Regions from separate parts of the Mus musculus genome. Here region 1 is linked to region 2. A link is a contact called in public HiChIP or PLAC-seq data. All regions are on one chromosome and are shown on one strand. The core of a region is the stretch at or near the end of the contact, and the rest is flanking DNA. Distances in the headings are between cores, read along the strand shown. Region 1 overlaps Lbh (limb-bud and heart). Region 2 holds the start of Lclat1 (lysocardiolipin acyltransferase 1).

Region 1 (6,458 bases), core at 3,165-5,664, 170 kb after region 2:
TGGATATCGGACACCAGCACAGATCATGTGATTATTTCTACCCACCATTGTTAGGGGTCTAAATGAGGGCTTAGTGGAAGCAAAAAAAATGCATAGCCTCAGGGTTAGAAAATGCTCAAAGATTCCTTCTCCAGAGCACTACCTTCTTTCCCTCTGACATCTGTAAAGCCCTTTCTGGCCTCCTATCAGTATCGCCTCGCCTCCTCCCTCTGAGTCAGAGTATGTCAGGATGTGAATCTTCCACTTGGGATGAAATGCAAGCTTCCCCATCCCTGAGCACTCCTTGTCACATTATTTCTTTCCATCTATCCTGGTCCAGTTCGTTCCAAGCCCCTCTGTGCAGCTTTCCCACACACACTAAGTCTTTCCTCTCTCCTCTACTCCTATGCAGACCAATTCCTCGTCATGTATCCTGAGCCCTCCCTAACATTCCCACTGACCTGATAATTGCTCTCAGAGCACCCAGCCCTTCCTGACCTTGAACTTGAGCTTATCATTTGACACTAACCTGGTGACATACTATGAGCCTGGGTCACCGAGGGACTGTGTACTTCCCCTACTGACAAGCGGTGGGCACTCATGGATAGTTGGGGCCACGTTCCATTTCTCTGTACTCATATCTAGGTCCAGCTACCCCCTCCCCCATCCCAGCCTTTATGAGCAATCTTACGACGCATCCTAAGCGTCTCTTCCTTTCAAGACTTTTGGCTTCCTGTTTAAAAAAAAATCTTCCCGAGTGACTCTATAAACATATGGATGCCTAGTCCACTTCAAATCCTTGAAATCCAAGTTTCTTGAGGCAAGGGCCTAGCATTTGCTCGTGGAATCCTCCAGAGAGTTCTGATATACATCAGGAATGGAGAACCATGAACACTGAAGAAAGCCTGTTACCATTCAACCCCGTGTCGGATGGACAACTCTGTGTTAGATGGACTCTCCTAGACTATGAAAGCCAAGTTGTGGAATGGTGTCTGCTGAGTGTAACGGTCACCCCCAAGGTCAGGTTTGCTGATGTTCCTCACAGAGGAAGAGACTGGAGCAGGGCCATTATACCCTGACCTGGGATTCCAGCCACCGTCCCTCCAGGTTTCTGTATTTCTAGCCCAGCTGTGTGTGGACTCTGAAGGTGTTAGAGTACACACAGGGTGGAAAGCTGAATGAAGAGAACACTGAGTTTATTCAACTATGGGGATGTTGTCATTCATGACTGAGTGAGACTTTTTGGTGATATGTCTACTACTTTAGTTAGGCTCACCATGTTTCTACTTAAAAAGAAAAAAACAATAGATTCATTCACCATGTTGGACTCGGATGAACAGGCTTTTCTGTTCTTCATGTTTCCCTATGAACAGTTAGTGTTAGAGGCCAGCAATAGTGATGCATGAGAGACCTCTGCAGCCTGAGTGCTTGTTCTTGTGAGCTGAATCCATCCCATCCATCCAATACAATGGGGGGTCGGGGGGGGGGGGCGGGGAAGGAACCCAAACCAAAATGGAAAGCATTTTCAAACTTTATTTACAACTGTCACAGTGACAAAAAGTAGTTTGGAAAAAAAAATGCTAGTTTCTCCCTGAGCCTCAATACAGAACAGACAGAAGTCACAGGAGGTTCATCTCACAACAGGCATGTCACTGAAATACTAGGATTTTTTTTTCAATACGATCAGTTAGAAATACACACAAATTACTTAAAGAAAGAGGAGGAGGAAGACAAGGAAGAAGAGAAGGAAGAGGAAGAGGAGGAGGAGGAGGAGGAGGAGGAGGAGGAGGAGGAGGAGGAGGAGGAGGAAAAGAGGAGGCCAGACAGGAGCTCAGCCACTTGTCCAAGAGCAGCTGGGTCCCCCCAACAGGCTCAACCGCTGAGGGGCCTGTAGCGGTCAGCCCCTGACCTGCTCAGACAGCACATGGTTGTTCAACACAGTCTAGTGACCAGCAAAAGGAAGAAGCCACCCCAGAGACACACATATACACAAAGCTGATTTGATACTGGATTTACAAGCACATCCCATCACACGGCAAGACCAAGACAGATAACTGGGGTAGGGATGAGAAGACACCACAACACGGGAATTTAAAAGGCCAGACACCTGTCCATAAAGGGAGGCGAGGGATGAGAAACGCTGCGGGGGAACAGGAGTGGGATGAACAGATCTCTGTAGCCAAAACAGAGCAGAGTGGAAGCAAGAGAGAGAGAAGCTCTCTGGTTGCAGGGTTGGCTGCAGCCCTCTCCCACTTCTGCAAGGAGCCGGAAAAAAGTTATTGCCATCGGTGTGTATCACAGGCAGACGACAGAGGGAAGAGACGGGGGAGGGGGTGACCATCGGCATCCCAGAACCAAACCTTGCTGAATGCCGTGTCAACAGCACACCCCCCACGCTCTTGCCCCAACGTGGCCCAGAGCCACACTGACTTTGAGGTATTAAATAGAACCAGACAAACGAGTCCAAAGACGGGGGTCAACCTGGACTGACAAGAGACGTGAGGGGACATTTGTGAGTGCCTTGGTTGGCTAAGTGAAGCCTAAGGAAGGCTTTAAGTCCACCTCTTGACCAAACAGCCCTGCTCTAAAAATTCTGTCCTCTAACCCGCTATTCCAGAAGGTTCTGAGCTATGATCAGAGCTAAATCCAAATGTTAATTTCCCCATGCAACTGCTGCCCTTTCCAGAGACAGGTAAAGTGGGGAAGGAATAAAGGCTGCTATTCTACAAGGATACTCCAGCACACCCTGTATCTTCTCCCAACCTGTGCTCAGGAGCAACAAGAGGAGAAGCCGTGATCTCACAACAGCTACTGTCTCAAACTGGATGCCACAGCTGCTCCACTGGAGGGCTGATTCCCACATGGGAATCAATGCGGCACCACCCAGGCCCCTGCATGGAAGCCCGCTAGCCAGCTTCCCAACCAAGAAGCACACTCTGCTTTTAGCGCCCATGGAAGCCGGGCTGGGAAACCCATTGGAGTGGCCCTGCTGCAGGTCAGATGAACAGTGACAGGCCACAGCATAGCTGGGGACCGTCCACCTGACTGCTGTGGCCAAAGGAGAAAGGAAGGGCAGGCCTGAGAAAGCCGACACTTCTACCCTCCTGCTCCATAGAGATTACATAAGAATTCTTGGGAGATCCACCGTGGGAGGAGGCACTCCCTATTCAGGCTGCAGCCTTGGAGTGCCTCACAAGGGCAGGAAGTGCTCTGGCTGTTCCCCTTATATACTGGGAGGCAGAAGGGGGTAAATAGGGAGAAAAACTCAAAAGTACTATGTCTTAAAGCCTCCCAGGTCCCTGGGGACTCTGACAGCCTGAAGCATCTGGGGAATGGTGGTGGAGTCTTCCTTTCCTCTGTATCCCTCCATCTGGCTTCCTAGGCAGTTTACCTGGCCCGACTTCTCTGTGGGTGACCAAACACACTTGAAATGAAAACAAAGGCTGGTGGCTGTGAGCAACAGAGCAGGAGATAAGGACTTGGTTGTCAGATGCCCCAGTAGCCAGGACAAATGCTGGAAAGAGCAGCACTTCCTGGCTGTAGTTCTCTTTAAAAGTGTAGAGTTTGTTTTGTTTTGTTTTGTTGTTGTTGTTGTTCTTCTTCTAATCCAAAATCTTTCTTGCTCATTTGCTCACCCCCTCAGCCCGAACTGCACCCCCCCCCACACACACACATGTGCACGCACTGCCTCTGGCACTAGAGTTCAGATAGGGATCTTCGAAGCAGCACCCCTTCCCCCCACCCCCCCCTCCACCCCTGTTCTCAGCAACTTCCTTTCTCAGCCTTGCAAGTTGTCAGAGGGCTCCATTGCTCAACGAATTTAAAAACAAACCAAAAAAAAAAAAAAAAAAAAAAAAGAAGAAGAAAAGAAAACCGACTCGGTGATTTTCAGGTGCAAAACGGAAGCCTCGTTTGACATTTTCACAATGACTGTGGCTCATTCTCTTCTTCCATCACCATGGGAAAAACAGTTCAGGTGTGCTGGCTGGCATGACCCAGGCGAGCCTGCGTGGACTCTACTGGTCCTTCTTTTCATTTGTTGTCTCTTCACAGTTGTCTTGCTCATCCTCCTGGACCAGGAATTCCTCAGGAGGCCACCGGAGCTCCCCGCTTTCCACCTCCCCTTCAGTGGGTTCCACCACTATGGAGGGCAGGCGGTCCTTCAGCTTGCAGCAACGGTCAAAGTCTGATGGGTCCGGAAAGATCTGAAAATTTAAAGAACAACGCAGACATCTGGTCATATATACATCTGAAAGAGAAACGTGTTTCTTTCTTTACACACACACACACACACAGAGAGAGAGAGAGAGAGAGAAAGAGAGAGAGAGAGAGAGAGAACACTGGCTGTCTTCCAAGGATTATGTTCTGCCTTCTAAACACTGTGGGTGTAAGACAGAATCCAGGGGAATACGTTCTAGAGAAAACTATCTCTAAGCCAGATTTTTTTTCCCAATCCTAAAGCTAAAATTTTGTGGACCATACCACTGAACAAGAGGGTGGGTGTAACTCTGTTTCTAGTGCTTTACTTCTAGATAAAAGAATAAAAAAAGATCACGTTTCTCACGGTATGCCGGGCTTTGCTTTGGAATAAGCAAGCAGTTAATGCCTGCAATCCACACCATACAGCAGGCGCTAAAACATTACATTTCTGCCAGAATAATTATTGGTGCCCAGAAGAAATAAACAACCAAATCGTTCATCGTTTTAAACTAACACAGTCAAAAATCAAGTGTTGTTCGGGTTATGTTAAAAGTCCCAGGCTTGGGCAAACTAGTCATCTAGGCCCTTCTAGCCTGGACGGAACTAAGGCTCAACCTCAGGTGTGCTTGCTCCCATGCTCCTGTGTCACCTGCCTTTTGGATCTCATCGCAACTGCCAAGTCTAAGCCAGATCCAGATCCAGTCAAGGCCTCCAGTCACAAGCTGCCTGGGAAAAGCATCCACAGTGCCTTCCCTTTTCACCTGTGAGCGAGTCCTGGCTTCTTGCCATCAGTACACCTGGAAGACTCCAATCTCCTCCCAGAGTCCCGTGGAAGAGGCCCCAGTCCACTTATGTGGGTCCTTCCCAGTGCTGACCGAAACACTGAGCCAGGCTATAAAACTAGGGGCCAAGTCTGGCTTTGCTTTGCACATACTGCCCTGTGACTACAGCTGACCCAATTCTTTGCCCAGTAGCTAAGCACTTAATCCACCGAGCTGCTGGTCCCTTGCCATTCATAGCCCTCAGTGACACGCCCAAGAGGAGAGAGGAGCTCTGGTCTGGGAAATCTGGGGCTCACCAGATCACTGACACTTGGCACCTTCAAGGCCATCTCCTCCCACCTCTCTGTCTGACAGACAGGAAACCCAGGCCCCAGAGGGGGAAAGGGGACTTCACTGAAGGTCACACAGTCTGTTCAAATTCAAGTGGATGGAAACAGGCGTTGGGAGAAATCCTGGAAACTTGCCTGTTTTGCTGTACTCGGAGGGCAGAAGAAATGCTTATCCCACCGAACATCTGAGGTCTCCCAGGGTGTCTGATCTCCTAGATGCACTCGGAAGCCCGCGTGGGGCTTCTGAGAATCACGGGCCTCACAAATCGTCCCAATCCCTACAGACCAGTGATTATTAACCATTTATCCAATAAAGGCCTATTGCTTGGGATTAAGCCTTAAGCCAGCTGCAGGAGTACGCATCATTAAAGACTTAAAAGGGCTCATAAAATGTATCGTAATAGCTGCCAGAAGGAAAACAAACCAGGGAGGGGCTGGACCCAGGCGGGTCAGAGAGGTCTGGAGAAACTGGCCACCATGTCCTGTCACACTACCCGCTCTGATGTTTGCCCTTGTTGACTTGGTGGCGGGTTCACACTAATGAGTGTGAGCGGAAAGTGGATCAGCTAGGTTGGGGGGGGGGTCGTTTACTTGCTTTTATGGAGCTGAGCCCCTTCCTGAAGGTGAGGACATAAGGCATCTTCCAAGCATGAGCTCTGAGGTGTGATGCAGGGGCTCCCCGATGATGAAAGCACTCTTTAGTTTACAAAGCTCTATCAGATAGGACTTCACCGAGACAGCACTACCACCCCGGGGTTAGCAAGCATCCGGGACCCTGAAGGTCAAAAGGCAGAGCTAGCATTCAGATCTCATTCTGAACTAGGTAGGATAGACCCAGGATACACATGACCTCTCAAGCCACAGACTATCACAAAGGACTCGGGCAACCCAGGCCGGCAGAAGCAGAGCAACTGATTTTACTATGAGTTAGCAAAGCGATGCTTGTGTTGTATGGAAGACAGTGCTGATGAGCCCAGCCATAGCAGAGCAGAGCCTCTGTCTCCATGATAACAGTATAAAGTAGATAGCTGTACATTCCTAAGGGGGGGGGGGAAGAAGAAGAAGAAGGAGGAGGAGGAGGAGGAGGAGGAGGAGGAGGAGGAGGAGGAGGAAGAGGCTACATTCCTAGAAATCAGCTGCTCCTGGACCCAGATGTCTAAAGGACCCG
Region 2 (6,357 bases), core at 2,164-4,663:
ACTTACTCGGCAGTCCAACTAACCCAACAATGGCCAGCTGTGAATGGGAAGTCCACGAATCTACAAGTTGCTCAGCCCCACGAGTCTAGGTGTTTCAGCTGGAATCCTAAAGGAGTAGGTACCAGCAGATGTGCTGGCAGTAAGTACAAGCAGGCAAAGAAGAATGAACTCTTCCTGTTTCCATTGTCCTTATATAGGCCTCCAGCAGAAGGTATGGCCCAGATTAAAGGTGTGTACCTCCATGCCTGGACCTAAGCTTTTCTGGTAACTTGCTCTGTCCCAGGCTAGCCTTGAACACAAAGATCTGCTTGCCTCTGTCTCTTGGGATTAAAGGTGTGTACCGCCTTGCCTGGACCAAAGCTTTTCAGAGCCACTATGCCTCATGATTTGGAACAGCAACAACAACCAAAAAGCCTGTGTCTTCCAGCCTGGCTGGAAGATCTGGATCACAGGTGCGCCCTCCATTTCTGGACTGTAGTTCATTTCAGATAGAGTCAAGTTGAATAGCTATCACACCCTGCCTGTCTCTAAAAAATAAAAAAAGGGGGCTGGGTATAGTTCAGTGATAGAATACTTGTTTAGATGTGCAAGCCCCTGAATTCAATCCCAGTACAAGAAAGAAAGAGAGCCATAGGCTGGACTCACAATGCCAGCTGTATGGTTTAGGACAAATGACTTAAATGTCAACGAGCTCCAGTTTCCTCATCTGTTAAAGTACACACTTTACACGGATGTTGGGTGACTAAGTTGACACTTACTTATAAGGCCCTTGACATGCCACAAGCACAGCAGAATAAACTAATAAACGTCAATTCTTACCATACTGTTTTTAAGTCTTTTATATGAACACCCCTCCCTTAGAAACCTCAATGAATGTCATCTCTATTCAGAGACAAAGCACCTCACAGAAGTTACATAATTACCACATTTTAAGAAGCAACCTAGCTGGGTGTGGTGGCGCATGCCTTTAATCCTAGCACTTGGGAGGCAGAGGCAGGCGAATTTCTGAGTTCAGACCAGCCTGGTCTTCAGAGTGAGTTCCAGGACAGCCAGAGCTGTACAGAGAAACCCTGTCTCGGAAAAACAAAAACAAGAATAAGAAGAAGCAGCCCAGGGATCCACCCCATAATCAGCTTCCAAACGCTGACACCATTGCATACACTAGCAAGATTTTGCTGAAAGGACCCAGATAGAGCTGTCTCTTGTGAGACTATGCCGGGGCCTAGCAAACACAGAAGTGGATGCTCACAGTCAGCTATTGGATGGATCACAGGGCTCCCAATGGAGGAGCTAGAGAAAGTGCCCAAGGAGCTAAAGGGATCTGCAACCCTATAGGTGGAACAACATTATGAACTAACCAGTACCCCGGAACTCTTGACTCTAGCTGCATATGTATCAAAAGATGGCCTAGTCGGCCATCACTGGAAAGAGAGGCCCATTGGACACACAAACTTTATATACCCCAGTACAGGGGAACACCAAGGCCAAAAAAATGGGAATGGGTGGGTAGGGAAGTGGGGGGGGAGTAGGGGGGACTTTTGGGATAGCATTGGAAATGTAATTGAGGAAAATACATAATAATAAAAAAGAAAGAAAGAAAGAAGAAGAAGCAGAAGCAGCAGCCACCTAGTTACCACTACATATAACCTCAATCCTAGGCCAAACTGACTCTATCTCCCCAGATTCAGTTTGAAAGAGTCCCTCCTAACGTATGCAGGAGCCAACCTCTTTAGACCTGGTGGGAACATTTGCTCAAATTAAAGCCACGTGGAAACCACAGTGCAAGATACTCGGGGCACCCCTGAGACAGAAGCTATTAGGACTGAAGCTAAGTGCTCTGTGTCTTTTCAATTCCTTTACTAAATCAAAAACACCTAAGTCTAAGGCCTGGCGTGATAGCTCAATGGTTTAAAGCACTTACTCCTCTTTTAAGGGAGCAGGGTTGGGTTCCCCACACCCACATTAGGTGACTCAAAAACCATCTGAAACTCCAGCTCCAGTGTCACCACACTGTGTGGTGAATATAAACTCATGCAGCCTCGCATACACAAATACAAATTTTTTAATACATGAATTTTGCAAAGTCTTTCATCAAAATAGTATTTTAAAAAGTAGCCCATCCAACTCTTTAAACTTTTTGTGACAGGGGGTTTCTTTCCCGAAACACGTGATGGGTATGAATGGGAAGCATTTTATCTTGGTAAGGCCTTCACCAATTTCTTTTTCAATACTTTCCTTGGACTTAACTGAATGTAAAACTCAGCTCTGTCTACATCCAATCAGAGGCGACTAAGCCTTCAGGCAAGAACCAGGAAACAAAACAGCTCCACAACCACAAAGAAACACCTTATGCCTTGTCTTTATTGCTTCTGGTCAAACATAATCTTAGATGTTAAGATACAACTTGAGAAGCCGGGCGTGGTGGAGCACGCCTTTAATCACAGCATTTCGGAGGCAGAGGCAGATTTCTGAGTTTGAGGCCAGCCTGGTCTACATAGTGATACAAAGTGACAGCCAGGACTATACAGAGAAACACTGTCTCGAAAAAAAAAACAAAAACAAAAACAAACAAAAAAAGAACAACAAAAAAGATACAACCTGAGAGACCAAACCTGCCAGGTGGGCGTGGTGAAGCACGCCTGTTATCGCACCAATACAAGGGCAGAGGCAAGGACCATGAGAGGCCAGCCCTTAGCTAGAGCGAATGCCAATAAAAAGGAAAATTGGACTCGAAGTCAGCCTTCAATGTGGCCTATCGTTCTTTCTGTGGCACTGCCACCTAGACCTAGGGCACACCTCTGTCACCTGCAAGAAACAAACTGCTTGAACCCTGAAAAACTCTCTTGTGGGCCGTTCACGTGGCGACCCCTGGAAAGCCTTGTGCTCCTGGAATCTGGACCCTGACACACCGTAGGCGGTGTAGGGGGACCCGGCAGCTCCCGGGTTTCACCGAGGTGTGGTGTGGACAGGAAGGTGAGCACAGAAGGGGCACCCGACGCTCCTCGCCCCCGCATCCTGATCAGCTCTGGAGGCTTCGGCCTCCCTCCCAAGAGCCGATCGCCCTAAGCCCTCCACCCAATTCCCGCCAGTGTCCGTCCCCCAGGGCCCACCCGAGGAGGCCTGCTCCGGGGAAAAGCCGCCGAGCCGCAGCTCTCCATCCGCCCACTCGGGAAAAAAAAATCCCTTGGCTGCCGCCATGTTCCCGCGCCGAAGCCCACACCTGACACCGCGGGCCGCGCACCTGGGACACACCGGGGGAAACGCGCGACGTCGCGGGGACACTGGGGCGAGACAGCGACTCCACGGGGGTCACAACCTGGGAGAAGAACCCGCCGCTAATTCATCCCGAAGCGGGGAGGCGTCGAGCCCCGTCGCCTTAGTAATGCGTCCCTCCGGGCTCCACCCTGATTGGCTCCTGGCGCAGTGACGCAAGGCGTCTCCGGCTGCGTGGGAAGCCCTTGAACCGGGCGCTCCGCCCCTGCTCCGCAGTGGGGAGAGACCCCGGGCGTCGTCTAAGCTCCTTTAAAGGAACCGCGCCCCAGATCAGTGTGGCCAGGCGCAGATGCCTGCCAAAGCTGGTAGGGGTAGAGGAGCAAGAAACCAAAAATGAGAACTCAAGCGGTGGTCTCCGGGGAATCTAGTGGTTGCGTAGGGGGATGGCAAAGCTAGAGCACTCATTTGCAAGCCTAACGTTTACGTCAGGAATCAAAGGGCAATTTAGTATCCAGCCAATTCTAGAGCCTGAGTTTCTGCTGGCACAAAACTCAAGACACCTTCAACGCCTGAGGTTACCTCATGGAAAATAAATCGGAGGCAATCATTTACAACTCTTACTTTCTTGCCTCATGTAAAGAGCAAATGATCACGCAGTCAGTTCTAGAGCCAGGTTCCTGATGGTGTAAAACTAAACGCACCTTCATTCAACCCCTAAAGTTGCAGGATGGAAAACGCAGAGACACTAAATGACAAGCGTTATTTTCTTGCCCCAAGTCAAAAAGCAACTCCAGGTTCTGTGGTGCGCAACTGTTGCTAATTCGCAGTGTTTGCTCAAGTCTCAACGTTTCCTCTTCTGGATGGCCCAATCAGTTTTTATGTTGCTGTCGGGTTTTTGTCGTTGTTGTTGTTGTTGTTTGGTTTTTTGGGTTTTTTTTTTTTTTCTGTTTGTTGGTTTTTTTGGTTTTTTTTTTTTTTTCTGTTTGTTGGTTTTTTGGGTTTTTTTTTTTTTTTTTAAGTTTGGTTTGGTTTGGTTTGGTTTTGTAGGACACTCTTTTGGAAAGGTCTTTGTGCCTTTCTACAGTGTTGGATCTGGCTCCAAACCTACCAGACTAAGCACCTGGATGCTAGAGACTGGTTAATTTAACCTCTTTGCGTTTCCCCTGCACAATACCTTCTTGCTGACTTTTAACAGATAATAGACATCTTTAAAAATATGAAATGTCCACACATAGCCGACAGAGCCTTTCAACAGCTTTTCATTTATGTTTATTCATTTAATCTGTTTATTTAACATGAAACAGAGAGAAATGAATTTTTAAGTTCAGGGTAGCCTTGTGTGGTAGTACATGCCTGTAGTCCCAGCAGTCCCCATAACAGAGCCAGGAGACTGCCTCTGCAAGACTCTAAATTTTAAAAAACAAATGCAAGGTGCCTTCGCGCTCAGAGCCAGCGTTACCTCTCCTTTACCTTTATTCAATACTTAAGTGTTTGAGATGTGCCACAATTGTATTAGAAAACAGAAAATACAACGAAGGAAAAAAAGCAGCACAAAAATGCAGTTATCCCTCAGAGGTTGAACGGACCTCACTTTTGTCTCTAAACTCAAGAGTTCTGGGAAAATCTTAGGAATTTTAAGGCTTGTCATTGTTTTGAACTTAACATGGGGATCCCCCAGAACCTCTCAAGAATGCACCGCTGTGAGTTCTCTGAGGATTTAAAGAGTCTATACATAGCCTTCCCTCTACTAGAGATTCCTCTTTTGTTCTAATGGATTAAAGGAGAGTAGTGAAGAAAGATGGATACCCGAGACTCCAGGATAGCCCCCTCAACTTAGATCCTTTAACCAACATTTCTCAACATAAAAATAAATCAGAGTACTTTTCTTTCCCCAGTCTGTAGTTATTTAAGACACAAAAAAGGGGGGGGGGGCTAGGCAGTGGTGGCTCACAACTTTAATTCCAGAATTGGAGAGGCAGAAACAGGCAGATCTCTGTGAGTTCCAAGCCAGCCTGATCTATAGCATATAAGAGACTTTGGAAAAGGACTGAAGAAGAAGAAACGTGGGTCCTCATGTACAGCAGTCTCTCCTTCAGTCCTTGCAGCCTAAGAGTCCTCTCAGGTCTTGAAATTGAGCAGCAGATTAGAATTTTCTACTGGGGTGACGTCTGAACCCACTTTTTCACTTATCGCTCATCAGCTCAGACTATATATTATACAGTACCATTATCGTCTGCCCACATACCCCCTGCCTAAAGAAAAGGATGCTATGTTCCATCAGCCATCTTCAGAAGGTCAGGTCAAGATCCCTGGATGCCACTTCAACCTTGCCATCCATTATGGTAATTAGATTGTCACTGCTTCTCAGAACTGTCTCGGCTCCTCTGGCATCTTTCATTCCCCGATGCGACTATTATAAATAACAACAGTCCCATTAGACATGTCCTGCTTTTAGAAGACAAACACCTCTGAGCTTCTCAGTGATGCTGTTACTCTCTGGCAGAGCCTTGAGCCTCGGAGTGATAAGCAATGTCATCCAGGCCCTTGCTGTGGGGGACAGAGGGAGCCAGAAAAGTTTCTAGTCAGTTGGCCAATCCATTTGCAGTTTCTCTGATTTTTTTTGTTTTTATTTCTATTTCCACATTGTACCATGAGAGTTCTGGGATCTCTCTTTCAACGTGGTCATTTGCTTTCCCTGGATTTTAAGAGTCATCCCAGCAGTATATTAGAGTTGGCTCCCAGAGCTCAGACCATGGGAGGTGGGACACTGATTTCCCTCCTCAACTGTCAAGACAAGATGAGATTTGCCACACAGACCCAAGTAAGTGGACCCTGTATCTTCCAACAGAGGCAAAGAGGCCTACTTGAATCTGAGGGTTCCAAGTTCTCAAGTAAGCCTCACTCCAAGGCATGCTCTGCTGTTTCTGGGTCAGCACCCCAACTTTGGCATTGGAAATATGTCCAAGATGACTAGCTAGCTAGCTCTTAAATTTCTGGGGTTATACCTAGTCTTCAGTTAGGATGCATGTGTCGAAAAGTCTTTTAAAAATCTACTGACCTTGTCTTCCAGTTCCGTGTTGCTTATATAATAATAGTCACTAATCTCCAAGTCCTTACAGTATTTTCTTCAAACCCGTCAGTCTC

Evidence for each region. HiChIP or PLAC-seq counts read pairs in DNA pulled down with a chosen protein or histone mark.
Region 1: an H3K4me3 HiChIP or PLAC-seq map of the SCID.adh cell line shows a contact between it and region 2, with 21 read pairs. The contact joins the enhancer-like site here to the promoter of Lclat1 in region 2. A contact is called at or near these places in 2 of 39 promoter capture datasets (cancer-associated fibroblasts and neural stem cells), 3 of 15 datasets of contacts at CTCF or cohesin (CD8 T cells, the NIH/3T3 cell line and pro-B cells), 27 of 484 Hi-C or Micro-C datasets (B cells, the C10 cell line, CD8 T cells and 19 more), 21 of 115 datasets of contacts at active chromatin or transcription factors (the 230-238 cell line, the HPC-7 cell line, PVALB interneurons and 18 more) and 2 of 9 other capture datasets (adipose tissue and liver).

What each region holds. Positions count from the first base shown.
Region 1 is chr17:72,936,982-72,943,439 of GRCm38.p6, reverse strand. Lbh (limb-bud and heart) reads right to left here. Exons shown (of 3, transcript NM_029999.4): 3 at 1,494-4,184. The coding sequence ends at 3,996. Among named protein-coding and RNA genes, the nearest start is that of Lbh, 22 kb to the right of the region's middle. Within about 2 kb of position 4,414, at least 91 of the 459 cell types and tissues checked have an H3K27ac peak or open chromatin away from gene starts, as enhancers often do. A contact at or near this core is called in CD8 T cells, CD8 central memory T cells, DN3 thymocytes and 14 more, where this site is marked.
Region 2 is chr17:73,105,041-73,111,397 of GRCm38.p6, reverse strand. Lclat1 (lysocardiolipin acyltransferase 1) reads right to left here and starts at 3,413. Exons shown (of 6, transcript NM_001177967.1): 1 at 3,242-3,413.